3 separate regions of the Mus musculus genome follow, and regions 1 and 3 are each linked to region 2. Evidence: chromatin contacts called from public promoter capture Hi-C data. All regions are on one chromosome and are shown on one strand. The core of a region is the stretch at or near the end of the contact, and the rest is flanking DNA. Distances in the headings are between cores, read along the strand shown. Region 1 holds the start of Gprin3 (GPRIN family member 3). Region 2 holds the start of Tigd2 (tigger transposable element derived 2). Region 3 overlaps Fam13a (family with sequence similarity 13, member A).

The links. Promoter capture Hi-C pulls out the DNA fragments that hold promoters and counts their contacts. Capture Hi-C pulls out chosen DNA fragments and counts their contacts.
Region 1: a contact with region 2 is called in a promoter capture Hi-C map of adipose tissue. The contact joins the promoter of Gprin3 here to the promoter of Tigd2 in region 2. A contact is called at or near these places in 3 of 39 promoter capture datasets (the 3T3-L1 cell line, 3T3-L1-derived adipocytes and liver), 1 of 15 datasets of contacts at CTCF or cohesin (the NIH/3T3 cell line), 9 of 484 Hi-C or Micro-C datasets (CD4 T cells, CD8 T cells, the HL-1 cell line and 5 more), 6 of 115 datasets of contacts at active chromatin or transcription factors (the 230-238 cell line, CD8 T cells, effector CD8 T cells and 3 more) and 4 of 9 other capture datasets (adipose tissue, embryonic stem cells, liver and 1 more).
Region 3: a contact with region 2 is called in a promoter capture Hi-C map of pre-B cells. The contact joins the enhancer-like site here to the promoter of Tigd2 in region 2. A contact is called at or near these places in 9 of 39 promoter capture datasets (the 3T3-L1 cell line, 3T3-L1-derived adipocytes, the C10 cell line and 5 more), 4 of 115 datasets of contacts at active chromatin or transcription factors (the 230-238 cell line, bone marrow-derived macrophages, embryonic stem cells and 1 more) and 3 of 9 other capture datasets (adipose tissue, embryonic stem cells and liver).

The regions. Positions count from the first base shown.
Region 1 is chr6:59,424,346-59,428,302 of GRCm38.p6, reverse strand. It overlaps Gprin3 (GPRIN family member 3), which reads left to right and starts at 1,997. Exons shown (of 2, transcript NM_183183.3): 1 at 1,997-2,143.
Region 2 is chr6:59,207,504-59,211,001 of GRCm38.p6, reverse strand. It overlaps Tigd2 (tigger transposable element derived 2), which reads right to left and starts at 2,132. Exons shown (of 2, transcript NM_001081145.1): 1 at 1,821-2,132; 2 at 1-1,663. The coding sequence starts at 852.
Region 3 is chr6:58,979,142-58,982,663 of GRCm38.p6, reverse strand. The region is part of intron 5 of Fam13a (family with sequence similarity 13, member A); the gene reads left to right. The region is part of intron 2 of 8430415O14Rik (a long non-coding RNA gene); the gene reads right to left. Among named protein-coding and RNA genes, the nearest start is that of 8430415O14Rik, 16 kb to the right of the region's middle. Within about 2 kb of position 2,138, at least 2 of the 459 cell types and tissues checked have an H3K27ac peak or open chromatin away from gene starts, as enhancers often do.

The sequences.
Region 1 (3,957 bases), core at 748-3,247, 220 kb before region 2:
AGGCATTCAGTAACGCTCATTACTGTGTCTGGCATATTGGTTTATCATTATTCTCTCTGACTGGATTGCCAGCATACTGATTTGTTTGCATTTGCAATGGCTTCATTTCTCTTGTGTCTGTGTGCTATTGAGGACAGAGGTGTGAGAACGTCTGTGTTACGAAGACAGAATTCCAAGAGCATCCAAAAATCACCTTGGTGTCTAAATCTTTTGTGTCCTGTACTGACCATAACCCTATATGTCCTCTGCATAGGGAGCATTCCTTGCCAACTCATTTGTTGAATGATTTTCTAGTGAGTGCTAAAGTTGGAGGAACTGTCTAACAGTCTGAAATGCCAGCAGAGGAAAGAAGCTAAGCAGAAGCATCAGGACTCACTCCATGCAGCCAGAAGGCAGAATAAAAACCATATGTACTCCTTGATCATAGCGACCTGTCACTGTGTCTTACCTTACATGGCAGGAGAGACGTTGATTATGTAGTAACTAAGTGTGTATGTGATTGAAATAAGATGTAGTATAAGAAAAGATAGTGTGTAGAAGAACTGAACATAAAACCTATTTATCAATCAAATAGACACCCAAGTCCTGCCCCTTGTTACCAGATCTTTCTTCTATTGAACCTAATATAGGGAGTCTCAAACACTAATTAGACTTAGGTACACTCACTCATGTGGTCTGCTGGGCTGTAGTCCCTAGGACTCCAAACTGCCACTTCCTTCCACACAAAGTCATCTTGTTCTGTTTACAAATCAGTATGAGCCCTTACTTTGAGCTCTTTGGTTAAGAGGCAAAGAACCTGGAAACAGCTCTTACACTCCAGCCGCTCCTCTGAGAAAGCTATTTCAGGGATGACCTAGGGCTACTGGCAACCTTTTCATTTCTTTCTTCCTTCAACCAAAGGGAACCTTGAGAACTGCTTCCCACTTCTTTGCTAAAGAGAGAATATATAACTTCTGAAAATCTGTCTTAATCCACCTTTAGGAAGTAGCTACAACCAACACCAAAGAAACATATTTAAACTCCCTGGCCTAAGGACTGAGACTGTTCAGCACGACCTGGGTGGGAATCTGTTAAAAACAAACAAGCAAGCAAACAAACAAACAAAAACTCTGATCCTTGGGCTCTGATACAAACATCATCTCAACAGAATCCCTAGGTAAGCCCTGAGTTGTAGCTGAAAGATGATATCTCTGAGAGGTTTGAATGCCAGCCAGGCTGCTTACTACCCCACTCTCAAGCAGTTTCTAAAAAAAAGGAGTAACACCCCCTTAATAAGTAGTTGTGTGAATTATAGCTGCAATTTTTGCAAACAAATACTCAGTTATAATAGTTCTTGTGGTGTTGTTTAGCACCATCTACAGCAGCTCAGTAGACTTCACAGTGTTGCAGCAGCAGCTCAAAGGGGCTGTCTCCAAAGCCATCTACACTCTTGGAGTTAGTAATGCAGGAGAGGGACCGGAACATTTTGCAGTGACAACTCTAAATACTTAATACATTGTCCATTTCACAACATAGTAAACGCCTGTTGTCTGCTTGCTTTCATATCATTGCACAAGACTTTGTGAGGAGCCACCTACTCTATACAGAGACAGAGTGAATAGTGAATTGCTAGAGGGAGTGAGGGCCAGACTTCCTGCTGAGTCTCTCTGGGTCCCCAGCCCTTTTCCCTAATCTCCATCTTAACTTTCCATCTGTCACTGGTTCCCTTGCACCAGAGGCACAGTCAGCCAGTCCCCTAAGCTCCCCCAGGGCGCTAGGCTCCCTGAGCTGTGGGCCTCGAGGGCTGGCTGGGTAGGAGCTCGCAGGGAGGCTGCTGCCTGTCTGGGTGCAGGCGGGACTCAGCCACTGGGGCCTGGTCACAGCGGAGGGGCGCGCCTAGCTGGCGTGGATCTGCCCGCACGTGAACTCCACCTCCTTGCTGGCTCACCGCCCAGCGTAGAAGCTGCTGGTCTCCGCCCCGCTGCAGCGCCGCCTCAGCTCTTGGCATAGTAATCTCAGTTCCTGATCGCGCAGAGCTGGCTCCTGGCTGCAGGGGACTGCTCAAGTCACCCAGCAGCAGTGTGGCAGAGCCAGGGCTGGGAATCGACTAGAAGCCCAGCACCGCGCAGACAGCGGCCCAGCGGGGGACACCCCACCGGAGCAGGTAAGCCCGGAAAGGAGCCGCCCCCGCGGCCACCTGGCCCAGTGGCCAGCCTTGGAGACCGGAGCCTGGCAATGTCCCTGTGCTGGTGAAGGAGGAATTAGGTCCCACATTTGTTCGTGGATCTTTTGCCTGTTGCTTATGGTCCCCAGCCGCTGCTGCCACCCTGCTCCTCAGGAGGGGCTGTGCGCCCTGCAGGTGATGTATATCTCTGCAAGGTTATTACTCCCTTAAGCTCTGACCCAAAGGTAAAAAGAAAAAAAAGAGAAGCCGCTTGCTGCTTCTGAGCTAGAAATCCTAATCAGTAAGATATGCACACAACGAATACTCGAAGAAGGGTGTGTGTGTGTGATTGCCTTCTTTATTATTTTCCTATGATTATTTGCTGTAAGGTAAAAACTTAGTCGTATTCAATATGCTCGATTATATGTGTGTATGTGTGTGTATTTATTAATACATTTGCATGTATATTTCTTCATGAGGTCGGAAGGGAGAGACGAGGAAGGTCGACTGAGGATGATAAAGGGAAGTCATTGTAGAGCATGTTCAGTGTCTAGAGGTGAACTTTGGAACCACATTCAATCATGGTAGCAAGTAGAAGTGGTAAACCTGTCTCCGGGTACATTATGACAAAGGCCTGACATGTTCTTCTAGTACACAGCAACAGGGAAGTGGAAAGAGGAGTCTTAGACACTGGAAAGTAGATTGAGGTGGAGGAAAGGCAGCCTAGGCACATCAGAGTTCAAGGGCTTTTGAAGGGGTGTTAAGCGAGGTCACTGGTTGCATGTAGGCAGTTCAAGGTTGGGATGATGTGAGAGCAGCTGAGTAGGTGGGGGAAAGGCAAAAGCCTAGAGGGGTTGGGAAAGAAAGGAGCTTTAGCTAGCCATCCAGCTGGGAACCACCTTTCTGAAGGTGTTTGCTGCCTTCCTTCCGTTTTCACAACAGTTTTGTTCGAGATCCGTAGGTCCATGTTTTCATTTTATTTATTTATATTTTTTTCATGGAATCTGGGTCATGACAGGACTGGAAGAAACTGAAGTGTTTACACCACCAGAAAGATTTGGAGAGAGAGTGATTAAGGCTTAGCTTCATGAAATATTTACACAGCTCTTGCGTGGGCTTTTGTTTGCTCTTGTTGGCACTTCTGCATATTTTACCTTGATAATGCTTTGAGCATACCTCTCCTGAATGAGCCTATTTTTTTCGTTATAAACTATTCTTTTCTTCCCATGGTGTTCACCATAGGCCTGCCCTGAGAAACAGTGGTGGGAATAGAGATAATGAGTCACAGGGCAAAGAAGTCTTCTCTATTGCTCTCCTCCAATGGACAGAGTATTCATAGATAATGTTCTCTGACAAAGAGTCACAGAGAATGTGTTTGGTTTCGGTCGAGTCTGTGTGCCCCATGGGTGTGTGCATGTGTTTAGTGGAACAACTGTATTGATTGTAAACAGGAAAACAACGTATCAATCATCACTCCTATCACCAGACAGGATGTTCAGTCATTAAAAGGAGTTCCAGAAACATACCAGGGACTCAAGGAGACACAGCAAATGAGGATCTGCTGTGATGTGCCAAGACCTAATCACCAAGTACTGTTGTGGACATGGCATGGCACAACATGGCACCCTCACAGGATAGAGGGCTGAGGAACTAACTGAATCAGGTCAACTGTGGTTGGAGAGGAAGTGAGCTTCCAACAGGATGCACTAAAATTTCAGTGATTGGTTGTCTCAAAAGACTTTCCCAGCATAATTATTGGTTCCTCTAAAATTTTCTTGATTATGCCTGAAATATACCAGAAAAGATGTATTTAG
Region 2 (3,498 bases), core at 883-3,382:
TCGAAGCCCTTTGGATTTCAGATGCTTCTGCACCTGTGGCACAAAGCACTTTTCAAACCACTGTTTGAGAACAGATGGCTCGATCCATGCACTTTTTTGACTGAAGTAAGTGACAGGGAGGTTTGAAAGGTCAGTACCTTTGAATGCACGGGGTCTTTTTGCTTTCCCCACAACACAGAGATTAAGCTTGTGTGAACCTGTGGCATTTGCACAACACATAATAATGATTCTTTCTCTGCTTGTCCTATATTCACAAGTACTCTGGTCCGTGTCAAAAGCCAATGTCCTCGTTGGTAGACATTTCCAGAACAATCCAGTTTGGTCAGCACCATAAATCTGTTCTGGTAGGAGATTTTCTCTTTCCACAAATTCCTGAAAGTTACCACAAAATTCACTGGCAGCAGTTTCATCCCCTTTTAATTTTGTGCCTTTCCCTGCAGCCTTTGGAATACCGTGGCGCTGCTTAAACCTAGTAAGCCAGCCAGAAGAGGCATTAAAATCACCCTCCATGCCCAATGCATCGAAGAAGAACCTAGCCTGCTTTGCACAGATCGTTCCAGACACTGGAATGCCATCTGTTTTCTGTTGATTAAACCATTCTATCATCACTCTGTCAAGCTCCTCATACGTTGACGACTTCATGGATTTACGCTTGGACACCCCACTAGTTGGGTCTGAACTGTTGGCATAGTTTATAATTCTCTCTTTGTTTTTTTTAATGTCACGAACTGTGGATTCACCAATTCCATACAGGACAGAAAGTTTTTTGAAGGAGTTGCCTTCTTCAAGCTTCTTAATAATGTCAAGTTTGTCTTTAATTGTCAGGACCACACGTTTACGTTTCCCCAACATTTTAGTCTAATTATTTTAGACAATTAACAACTTAGATTTGAACACAAAGAGACCAGAAAATGGAGGCTTAAGAGTCCTCAGCTGTTCCCTAAGACTTGGATGTTATAACAATTTTCAACGAAAGTCCGAGTTTTTCCCTTTGCATTTTAGAACTTAACCTGTTCCTATGACAACGAATAGCTCCAGATAACCCTTGTTTCTCTTCTTCCTCCTTGCTCTTTTCATTAAATTGCAGCCTTACTGAAAGCTCTAAGTTGAATCAATATTGTCCTACCGAGGTTTCTAAAACATTCTCATGATGATCAATTTTTGCCATTACCATGGGTCTTTTTTTCTTTTTCTTTTTTTCTTATGCTACGTTCAAGAAAACAGTTTTACTCGGGCTTGCACACTTAACAGACAGAAACACGGAGCAGGAAGCCTCACAGCCTGACTGTTGATGTCTGTGTCAGACAGCCAAGTGAGTGAACGCTCTCTTCAAGGCAAGGACTCTTGATGAGTACCTATGAAAGTCACAGCGAGCAGAGGTGAGCTGTCTCACCTCTTAGAATGTAAGTGGACAGGCAAACAACTCAGTACTTTAAACCAAAAAGAACTTATTGCTAATGGCAACTGAAAGGGAAACAGCGGACAAGTGATGTCACATGATTCAAGAAAGGATAAAAAACTTCATTGGTGGAAATCAGGACCCAAGGCTGCAACTAGGGGGTGGTAGGCTGGGTGAAGACCATACAGTAATCCTGGTGCAAGAAGATCTCCATGACCACAGAAGTAGCTGCTGGGGTGGTAGAGGTACTCGAGCCTTTGAAACCTATAGGAAAATACCAAACACGTTTTCCTTTCAGTATCAGTCCACCGTATAACTCATACCTACCCCTGCAACTGTGTCTAGGACATTGCCACCTATCAACCTGACAGGTAATAGACAAATAACGCTCGCAGGCACCACCCGGGAGCTGAGAGCCTACCTCCTGACACTACCAGGGCCTCTCCGAGACCGCCGGCCAGCAAGCTCCGAGCCGGACGCTGGGTGAAAGTCGGAGGCAGAGGGTCACGGCCGCAGCCCTACAGCGAGCGACTGGTCACCAGGCGCGCGGGACGCCGGGAAGCAGGGTGCGGGCATCGCTCCGCCTGACCGGCCAGAACGCAGAGCCAGCAGAGGAAGTCCCCAGCGAAGTCGACCCCGCCAGCCACCGCAGAGCGAGCGCGCAACGGAGCTGCGCGGCCGAGCCGGAAGGCAGGGGATTAGGTGCGCGCGCGCGCCCCCGCAGGAACGTGTTGTCGGCGAGGGGCGGGATGCGCGGGCGAGCCCGCTGACGGGGGCGCGGCTTCTGGGGGAGGGGCGGGGCTTGGCCAATGCTCCGCCTCCGGACACCCAGCGTGTGGCTCACGGCTGAGACCAGCAGAGGGCGACGCAGGGTGATTCTAGGTGGCCGGACTTTGCAGATGAGAAGGGAATAATAGCAAGGTTTTCTTTCTGGTAAGACTCAGGGAATATTTTAAGGCCCTAATGAGTTTACAGCTGTAACCTTCCAGGAATCTTCCCTCAAGGACTCTCTTCTGTTATCTTCTAACTAACAGGTTGTTCTGTTAGTATCATTTGGGTAATTTTCCTATATTTGTGTCCAAGGAAGTGAGAGTTGTGCTGTTTTGAGGATCATGTTGTTTTTTTCTTTTTTCTTTCTTCAGTAGCTTAAGATATATTTTAATCATGTTTACAATGTTACAATTTAGTATTGATGTTTTATGAAGTTAAATTATTAAATGAATAGTCTTAAATCCACTGTGGTGTTTTGTTTTGTTTTGTTTTGTTTTTTGAAAAATTATATAATTACCAAAAGCCAAAAATCAAATATTTGGAATACCTACTGTGAAATTTAAGAGATTAAAGGTTGTACTTGATACTTGTTATTTTTCTTAAATCTAGTTATCAAATGTAAAAATAAAAAGGCCCAGGGAGTGCACAGAGCCTCTTTGCCCTCTTCTGCGGCTGCGGCAACACAGAGCCGGATACCAGAGGCCAGCCAGCATGACGGTCGGCACTGATGACCTTAATGCTGGTGCAGGAATATAAGGACCACTTCCTGCTGTCAAAGGGGAATTTCAAGACTTCCACCTGTATCCAGTCCCAGCGTAGAGCCCCTCTCTTGCATAATAGTTTTTTAGGTGGTGTTGTTTTTAAATCCTTCTTCCACAAACTACAACCTAATGTGGATTATTCTGTTTCAGAAGAGGTTGTTTATTTGTTTGTTTCTCTAGAATTCTAGCACCAGGAGAGAGGGAAATCAAACCAAGCATTCATTCACTCTGCAGAGAAAGAATGTTGATTACTGGCCCTCTTTTGTCTCCCAAGCCTTCTCTGTGCTGCTATTCTCAGAGTCCCACCCTTCCACTCTCTGGCCTGCTGGATGGAAATCCTTTGATCTTTGATCTATCTCTGCTGTCCTATGGATGACTTTGGACAAGCCCTAGTTTTGCCTGAAAGTAGACTTCCCATAACTCTCACCCGCTTCAAGCTTACAAGGAAGCAATCTGAGTGGTTCCAAATGACCATTCCTAGTAAAGAACAATTTCATTCATATTGCTTTTAAAAACTTCCCTTCTCCCTTCTCGTTCTTAAGGAGTGCGCAAAAACACTCGCACCTG
Region 3 (3,522 bases), core at 889-3,388, 230 kb after region 2:
GACAGAGACAGACAGACAGATAGACAGACAGAATGAGACAGTGTGTGTATGAGAGAGCATAGGAGAGAGGGAGAGAAAGAACTCACAGAGAAAGATAGAAACAGAGACAGAGACAGAGACAAACAAGGCATTTAACCCAGTCATGTGTATCACTACTGACCTACATCTTTAGCCCCTGAAGAGTAATAATAAGATAAAATAACACCATTAACTCTTTATTTGATCCATGATTTGCTTATCTGCCAGAGAGGTTCATGGTGATTAAAAGTCTGAAGCTTGGCTTTATAGCTTGGAAAGAATACACTTCTTAGTTAAAATCCTGTTTTTAAAAGCATGAGTTAACCCCTCAACTTTCCCACAGAGAATACTGCTGTGAAGTTTCTAGATGTTAACTATAAAGAGAAGTGGAAAGGAACATTCATTTCTTAAAATACATGTCTGAACTTCCTTTGAAAACATTTCAGAGGGAGACTCCTTGTTCTAATTCATTTTTGGTACGTGAAAGAATTCACCACTCCCTAGTCACCAGCTTCTGCATCCAAGGACTGCATATCACATTAACACAAATATGCTCAGTGTGCTTTGTTGCAATTAATAATTTAATTTATTCTGCCAGCATACTTGGCAGGTAAACTTGCTCCTCCACAAAGTGATGGTATTCTCAAAGACCTTTGACTTTGTGTGTGTGTGTTCTGTGAATTTTAAAGTTTTATTTGTATTATTTTAATTATGAGTAGATGTGTGTTTCCAAGTGTAGGTATGTGCATATGGGCTCAGGTGCCTGTGGAAGCCTGATGCTTTGGATAACCCAGGAGACAGAGCTTCTAATGGTTGTCAGCTGCCTGGTGTGGCTGCTAGGATTTGAACTTGGGTCCTCTGGAAGAGCAGCAAATGCTCTTAACTACCTAGAAATCTATTTTTCTGAGAGCCAAAATCCTGATATTAGGAATTTTGGAGGCCAGGGCATACAATTACAGTACCAGCTGAACAAGGATCTCCCCTTAGACTATTTTGAGATAATGTTCAGACATGGATCTCAAGAAATGAGTGTTCCTTTCCACTGCTCTTCACATACTCAAAACACTGTTCCCAGTGTGAGAAAACTGATGGTTTAAACTCACGGGGATTTTTTTAAGGTCTTAAAACTTAAAGCATATTCTTTCTAAGCTAGAAAGCCAAGTCTCAGACTTTGAAAAATCATAAATCTCTTTGGCAGTGGTGAGAAAGGCCTCCCTGCGAATGTGACTTTGCTTATAAAATCCAGAGGCAATAGAACAGGGCACCTAAGTGAAACTGCAGGCACAAAGACCCCCAGCCAACCATTTATCTGGGAAGGTCTGAGGAATTATGGAGAGCCCGTTATAGTAAAAGGATCTCAGATTGAGAGGCCGTGGGTTGGGGAAGCACAGTAACTGGATTCTCAAACATCATCTGCAGAATTGCCTTTACCCTGTGTAAGAGGAGAAGCCCCAGGAATGTCCTTTGCAAGGATGTGAACTACTTCAATTTTGTGTTACTGCAAAATTGAACATGACACACATGATCAAGGGCAGAAGTCAGATCGGCAGTGAGCAACTCTAGCCATAATCTTGGTCCTTGATGAGAGCTTAAACTAAGATGATACCAAAGGCCTTGCTGGAAATTGGCACTGCTGATTTATGAGGAGAAGACATAACTTTGGGAAATGATATTTTAGCTTCCATTCAGGGTATGATAAGATTAGGTGCCCTGTTAGATATGGCAGAGGAGCTATCAAAGAGATAATTGCATATCTTGACCTGTTCAGGCAAACTATCTTAGCTAGAGACTTGTGTGACAGTCATCAGAATTAGAGATACTTAAGGAGGCGTAACTACATTTAAACAGTGGGAAAATATGCCCATTAAATAAGCTTAATAACCAGCAGCCAGAATGTAGAGAAAAATGAGCAAGTTTGGTGTCTTACGAACCAGGTACCTGAGTGTCTTAAGGAGACAAGAGTCAGAGGTCTTAAGAGGCCAAGAAAGGAAGGAATCTGACCATCTGAATTTGCAAAGTGAAGCTCACTGTTGACCCTAAGAAGAGGAACAAACACTGGTAGAAACTTAAGCCCTTCTCAAGAGAGAATGGGAGGAGATTAACTATATAGAGTAAGCACCCAATCGGCCAAAGAGGAGGATCCAGTATAGAACTCTCCAGGCCCTCACAGGCTGGTTGTCCATACTGTAGGAGTGCCTGCGGCTTTTTCTTTTGCCTGTCTAGGATGTGAGGACACAGAGCTCATCAGGGTCCAGGGTACAGAGGCAGTGAGCTGCAAAGCAGCGTTAGGTTGCTGGCCTCCAGCTCCATATCACCCCCAGGGATCCTTTCCCTGCCCTCCTTGGCTGTAGCTCTATCTGTACCCTTGGTTTCTTTCAAGAGAAAAGATAACCCCTGCTTTGTTTAAAGAGCCAAGATAGAAAACTTCAATTTAACTGTTTCCCTTGCTCTAATCTAAAAATAATTCTAAATCTCTAACCATCCCATTTTTTTACCTGACTCAATGATAAGTGATTGTTTTAGTTTGTTTTTCAATTCTAAGGTTATCCTGTAAGGCAAACCACACACACACACACACACACACACACACACACACACACACACACACACACACACACCTCCTTTGGAACAATCAGTTTCCTAAACCTCTTCACCCCCCCTCCCCCACTGCACATGGATAGCATGAATACAAGCAATCTCTTAGACACACGGTTTTCATAAACTCATCTCTATAGGCCTAGAAAAAAATCTCTTTATTCCCCCAAAAGTTTCTTTCTAGAACACAGCCTGACCGTGTGAGAAGAGAGCCACACTGAGGCTGACTTATGTATCTTCCTTCTAACCTTGGGATTGAAAAAGGAAAAACAAACTAGTAAACAAGTAAAAACACAAAAAACTAGTGTGCTAACTCTCTCCTCATAAACCTATCATGGATAATTAGAAGCCAGTAAGCTAAGAAATAAGTGATACCTGGATGTGGGTTCAGTAAGATACAATGTAAGTATTAGAAATTATGATTAAGAAAACTGATACAATCTGAAGCCTTGATAATTGTGTTTGAAGTACTTTATAATTCTAATCCTTCCAGCAGTTAGGAGACTGTTATTAACTATCTTCATTTTAAGTACAAAGGCATGAAGCATAGGTGATTGAATACCTTTGACACAAGTAAGTAAGCTATGGTGTGTGTGTGTGTGTGTGTGTGTGTGTGTGTGTGTGTGTGTGTGTCTGTAATCCATTCCTAGGAAAAACACTGAAAGAAAAAAATTGTTTACCCCAAATATTTACCCGAAAGTGACTGTATAATGTAATTACTAGAAATAATTGTTACTCTAACAAATAACAAATAACTGTTATTTTCTCAATACATTCTATTAGGATATATAATTCTATAGTATACACTATGATGAAACTATAAAGCAAAAGACAAGATCAAGTAGATCCCATCTCTGTGAACAGCTTCCACCTAATGTCTGAAATCTCAGCTGAGGTTCCCAAGAGGAG